Linked DNA regions of Zea mays: region 2 is linked to region 1. The links are chromatin contacts, called in public Hi-C maps. All regions are on one chromosome and are shown on one strand. The core of a region is the stretch at or near the end of the contact, and the rest is flanking DNA. Distances in the headings are between cores, read along the strand shown.

Region 1 (3,126 bases), core at 139-2,638:
GAACAAATGGTTTTGTACTTAAGGAAATATGGTTCCAGAGCCAGTAGAAGTATCTATGTCAGTTGTTTACTAACTTCACCGTTGGAATTATGGTATACTGGTTCACATTGGTGTGTTTGGTTGCACGCGGAGGTAGTATATTCTCATGTCAATGTTTTTTATTAGGAATCAATGCAAATAACAGTTCCAACAAAAGGTTATATTGGTATGCCATTTTGTTTCATTTCCTAATCCTGATGGGGTGTAGTCAATGCATGCTGAAGGACCCAAAAATACTTCTACTCGACGAGGCAACAAGTGCTCTGGATGCTGAAGGAGAGCACATTGTTCAAGATGCACTGAACCAAGTGATGGTTAGCAGGACCACCATTGTTGTGGCACACCGACTGTCCACGTTTAAAGGGACAGATATGATCGTAGTCATGAATATTGTCCTGGAGATATCAAACCCTATGTTTCAATCAGTTCACTCGGGTTCACAGGCTCGTTGGAGATCATCCGGGTCCACCCGACACGGTCCTTCTCGAGATCGACGGTGGCATATATCTTGGTGGTGACAGGAAAGCGAGAAGGTGAAGGGGAGACCGGGGAGTACCTTACGGATGAACTTGGGGGCGCCGCCAGTGGCGCGGTGCGGGTTGGAGAGCGACTCGGCCTCGAAGATGGTGGCGTGGAGCGTGCCGTGGAGCAAGATCTGAGTCGAGGAGGCGGCGACTCACCTCCTTGGAGTAGGGACAGCGTCAAAGGGATTCATAGGGACCTGCGACTCACCTCGATGGCGCGCGGCGCGGGATCGACGTCGGCGGCCGGGATTCGTAGGGACGGCGCGTGCGGATCGCGAGCGGCAGATTGTTGACGCACGCGGATCCACCACGGCATGCCGTCGCCAAGGGAGGGGAGGGGAGCGGGGGCCTGGTATGGTCTACACCCGAGAGGTTCGGGCAGGGGGATTCGCCGCGGGTGGGAGGGAATCGCGGCGGGGGGACGGTCGTGCGCGTGATTTGCCGCGGGCAGGAGGGGAATCGCGGCGGGGGCGTTCGTGCGCGGGATTCGCGGCATGCGTTGGCTGCTGAGGCGGGGGCAGTCTACACTGTCCCCTTAATAGTATATAAAAATATATATATCAAAATTATACGAACCTATTAATTAACTAAAATAAATTTTAATTTGGAAGTTAGGAGCTTATAAATAGAGTTTTTATTTTCTCCTATCCATCCTGAGCGGCAGCCGGCGAAGTAGAGTCCCGATTCTGCTGAAACCCAGGGGCTAGAACGTAAACGAGCCGGACGCATCCATAAAGATATCCCGCACCGAATTTCCCCCAATTTCCGGAGGAGGACGCTGCCGGCTGCCCCACCCCGTCCCCTACCTTCGTAGTTCCTCCCTCTTTTTCTCTCTCTCTCCTTCATCAGCTTCGCCCTCCACCTCCATCCTCTTCTTTACTTTAAAGTTACTCCCACTAGCCCCAGCCCCCGCGCCGTCCCATCACCCCCAATCCCAGCCTTCTCCTCCTCGACGACACCACACGCCCCCAAAAAATCCCCCTTCGCCTCGGATTCCCACGCGGCCCTCGAGTCGCCGGCGCCCGCCGACGCCACAGCGAGGTACGAAGCGCGGGCAGATGGGAATCTCAGGCGCGCCGCCGAACCCCGCCCCGCTCTGCTGCCCTTATTTGTTCGATCCTCTTCGGAGTGGGCGATTCTAGGGTTTCTGACGGGCGCGAATGAATGCAGGTGGTTCCGTTCAAGGCTTGGGAGGCGGAAGTAGGGAGCGGGAGGATCCGTTCGCGTCCAGCGCCCGTTGACGCGCCCATGTCGGGCCACCTCGATCGCTTCGCGCGGCCATGTGAGTTCCGAGGCTCCTCCCCTCAACGTGGCCTTTTCCTCCTTAGATTTCTCTCGCGGCCGCATAGGCCCATACGCGTAGGGCGACCGCAATCTCTTGCGGCGTTGATTTTCCATAATCCGACTAGCTGATTGCCCCCCTAATCCCCCAACACCGGCGGCGCAGTCTACCTGGTTTTCCGTGATCCGGCTAGCTGATTATGAGGCATCGGCGAGCTCGCTAGCTAATCATGAGGCATCGGCGAGCTCGCCGGGTTAATTCGCCCTGGTCCTTTTTTGCGGCTCTCACGCGGCGTGTCTGTCTCGCCATGCGCTTTGACCGGTTCAGTGCTGCGTCGTATAGGTCTCGTCGGAGTTTCTTCGACCAGATAGATGGGCGCGTAGCTTCCTACGAAGGAGGGTGGCTGAGCCGGATTTGTCGGTTTCACAATAAACTTCGGGCCTTTGTATTCGTATTGGATTTGTCCCCAGGCAAGTTGTCAACCGTTAAGGTCTCAAACTGATTTCACCATTGGACAGCGCCTTGTTGTCTTGAGCCTTGACCTGTTCAATAGTGGCAAGCTCTGAACCAGTGCAAATCTAAACACCACATATTTCAAAACATGTATGTGCTTCCTTCTGAAACTTGCATACAAGTCGGAATACCTGGAGGCCGGAGTGTTACTGCTAACAGTAAAGTTGTAAACACAGAACCATTTAGTCAGGAACCTTGGCTGGATTCACTGCTAGAAATAATCACTTCGTTGGGAAGTTGTTGTGGCCTGTCACTTCACTTGCTAGCATGATGAGCTTCAGAGGAGCTGAAGGTTGTATATTCAGTTTCTAGAGCTGTAGTTTTCTTTTGAAGTAACTCAGCGTTGTAAGTTTGGCTGAGCTGACTTGGAAGTTTTTTTCCTGGGCAGAACAAGGAGCACAATTCAATTCAATGTCAAGCCCTATTCATTTATTAGTTACTTTCATTGCATCATATCAGGTTTTGAAGGGCGCTCAAGTCATGATGAATGCAGAGACCATAAGTCAGACTTTGAAGTCTCTGAAGACGAAAAGAAGACCAGAATGGGCTCTTTGAAGAAAAAAGCAATAGATGCATCAACTAAGATTAGGCATTCATTAAAGAAGAACAGGAGGAAGAGTGGTAGCCGGGTCCTTTCTGTGTCTATTGAGGATGTGCGTGATCTAGAGGAGCTGCAAGCTGTTGAAGCATTTAGACAAGCACTACTCTTGGATGAGCTGTTGCCTGCAAGACACGATGACTATCATATGATGCTGAGGTATATGTATC
Region 2 (2,858 bases), core at 322-2,821, 530 kb after region 1:
ACAACATTGTAGTGAGAAAATCTATATATGTACTTCTATTCCTCTTATGAAATCTTAATAAGTACTTCCTCCATTCCAAATTATAAGACATTTTGTTTTTTCTAGATACATTCCTTTCACTTTGTATCTAGACATAATGTATATCTAAGTGCATAACAACTGCTATGTATTTATAGAAGCCAAAAAATCTTATAATTTGGTACGGAGGGAGTAATAATTATATTGATTTCCAGGATGGATCGATACAAACTCGAATAGTCTTATTTTGGGCTCTAAAAAAATCAAAAGAATGAAGTGCATTTTCATCAATTAGACTAGAGAGATTGCTCCAGGTGGCTTAACTTGTTGCATATTCATTTTTATTTGCCAGTGATCAAGGTGAAGGGAAACATCTACCTGACATCATCTAATGTACGCCCTGTTTTCATTGTGTAGCTCTGGCGTGGACGCAGTAGATTCAAGTCTGAATCTGTTTCGGTTGAAGAGGTTAAAAGGGAAAACTCATCCTTATTTCCAGAAGCAGACCCATAGCTCAAAATCACAGATACATGAATACGCGAAGCAATAGCTGAACCAACAGGCGCAGATTCCAAGACTGCACCAACTAATTTGTCGAGCCGATTGATATCTGTCTTCATTCCTAACTTTCCTAACTTGCTGCTTGTGTTCTCCATGGCAACATGCATGAAGACTAGATCGAATTCAGATGTTTCCTGCACATCCCCATCCGAGAATCCTAGCAGATCAAATGCTCTTTTGATTAATCCATCCTCTTTAGTAATGCTGGACGAGCCAGATTGTGGGGCAAAATCATTGGTTTTAAAAACATGGAAACCAAGATTCGCTGCGAAGGAGCTGACATGGGGGCAACTGGTGACCAAGGCAGCTCTCAGGCCCATAAACCTGAAATTTCAGGGCAGCTACAACTGGTTAGTACTCTTACAAGATTAATTAACATCTTGTAAAGCACATGGATGGCACATGCATCCAGTTAGTACCCACCTCTCAAACAGCTTGGGAACCACGAGCTCCTGTGGATCCACTTGGGCAACTTCTTGACCACTTTCCTCATTCTAAAATGTAACAAGTTCAAGCACTATTACATACATCTCTTACTTTCTCGAGCAATCACTCCATTCCAACACAAATGGGAAGCAAGATCTCACCTTTCCGGGGTAGAGATGATCGTAAACGTCGAGCAGCTGCGCCAGTTCCAAAATCGTGCTGCTATTATCCTCGGTGCCTAGGCGTATCACAGCACAGAACTACGAACTGAGCGGCGACAAGTGACAAAGATGACGGGAGGTGAAGTCCGATGGATTAGTACCGGTCGTAGGATGGGAAGTCGGCGGGGAGCGTAGGGTGAGAAGGCCGCAGCAGGCGCGGGAGGCGAACGCGTCGAGGTGGCTCCCCGCGGCTGCGGAGCCCGGCGGGGGGATGAGCGCCGCGGCGTGGCCGGCGGCGTAGACGACCAGCGCGCGGCTCGGCTTGTCCGCCATGGCCGCACCCGCACTTCTCTCGCCGGAGTCGCCTACTTGCCTCCTTTACTCTCTGTCTGCCCCCTCCGCGGTGCCACCACGCGTCTGGACAGGGCCCACGTGTCACAAGGACGACAAGATTATTAATGGGCTGATCATGGGCCTCTAAACTGACTAGGCCCACTTGCAAAATTCTAACAGCCACCAACGTCCGCGCAGAAAAAAAAAGCAGGAAAAAAGTCGAGAAGGAAAACCCCTAACCCTAGGCAAGGGCCTCCCCCGCCGTCTCGTGTCGGCATAAACCCCAGCCGTCTCTCCTCGACTCTCCGAGGCACGGCCCTGCCTCTCCGCCTCGACTCTGTGGTAAGCATCGCGGCGAGGGAGCTCCGATGGCCGGGAAAAAACGGACCCAGACTGATCGCGCGGTTCTGGAGGCGGTGCCTGCCTCGGACGCTATCCGGAATGAGGCTGCAGCTGCGGAGGCGCCGGCGAAGAAGAAGCTGGCCATGGAGCGGAAGAAGGAGCGGAAGGAGATGGATAAGGAGCGCCACCGCCAGTCGGCCGAATTTGCCAAGCCCCAGCCGCCGGCAGCGGAGTCTGCGGCTCCTGTGAATCCCCCGGCCGCTCCGGTGGCTGTGGGACCGGGACTGCACATGAACGTGTTCAGAGACCTGGCATCACCAGAGGCATCGGTTAGAGAGGCTGCAGCCGAGGCGCTGGTGGTGGAGCTCCGGCAAGTGCAGAAGGCGTACGAGAAGAGCGCGCGGAATGGGGAGAGGGATGCTGGTGATGGGGATACGCAGATGGAGGCTGAGAAGGACGACGGGCTGGATAACTGCGCCCCATCAGTGCGTTACGCCATCCGGCGGCTTATTCGTGGCATCTCTTCTTCTAGAGAGGTAGAAATGTTTTTCCATGAGTTCAGGACAAGCTTAGTTTGAGTTGGCTGATGTCACGATCTGCTTTACTCTATTAACTTCGGAAATTTGTTTGCAGTATGCAAGGCAAGGATTTGCTTTGGGTCTTGCCGCTGTCCTCGAATCGATTCGGGCAATCAAGGTGGAAGCAATTATGAAGTTGATCCCTAATTTATTGGAACATTCATCTTCTATGAAGGGACCGGTAAATTGAAAAACTAATGTCACTACTCAGTACTCATTATGGCTATCAACATGTCTCTTTCCTGTTTTGATGGCAACTTACGTTTCTGTTTAGGAAGCTAAGGACAATCTTTTGGGGCGCCTGTTTGGATTTGGAGCAATTGAGAGGTCTGGTCGTGTGTCACGACAGTGGTCACGTGACAAAAGCTCACCCATTGTTAAGGAATTTGTGAGTGTGGTTGTAGAACTCGGTGGCAAGAAACGATATTTGACGGAGCCT

Evidence for each region. A called contact is a pair of places that touch in the nucleus more often than the background predicts.
Region 2: a contact with region 1 is called in a Hi-C map of leaf mesophyll, with 2.4 times the contacts expected there. The contact joins the promoter of LOC100191155 here to the promoter of LOC100273833 in region 1. A contact is called at or near these places in 3 of 25 Hi-C or Micro-C datasets (leaf, leaf mesophyll and tassel).

The regions. Positions count from the first base shown.
Region 1 is chr5:78,186,629-78,189,754 of Zm-B73-REFERENCE-NAM-5.0, forward strand. It overlaps LOC100273833 (Phosphatidylinositol/phosphatidylcholine transfer protein SFH8), which reads left to right and starts at 1,389. Exons shown (of 15, transcript NM_001360463.1): 1 at 1,389-1,604; 2 at 1,734-1,845; 3 at 2,818-3,115. The coding sequence starts at 1,812. It overlaps LOC103626588, which reads right to left and starts at 693. Exons shown (of 6, transcript XM_020537684.2): 1 at 596-693.
Region 2 is chr5:78,717,937-78,720,794 of Zm-B73-REFERENCE-NAM-5.0, forward strand. It overlaps LOC100191155, which reads right to left and starts at 1,572. Exons shown (of 6, transcript NM_001136591.1): 1 at 1,328-1,572; 2 at 1,167-1,243; 3 at 1,003-1,073; 4 at 397-903. The coding sequence starts at 1,499. LOC103626594 reads left to right here and starts at 1,655. Exons shown (of 8, transcript XM_008647003.4): 1 at 1,655-2,377; 2 at 2,475-2,600; 3 at 2,694-2,858. The coding sequence starts at 1,868.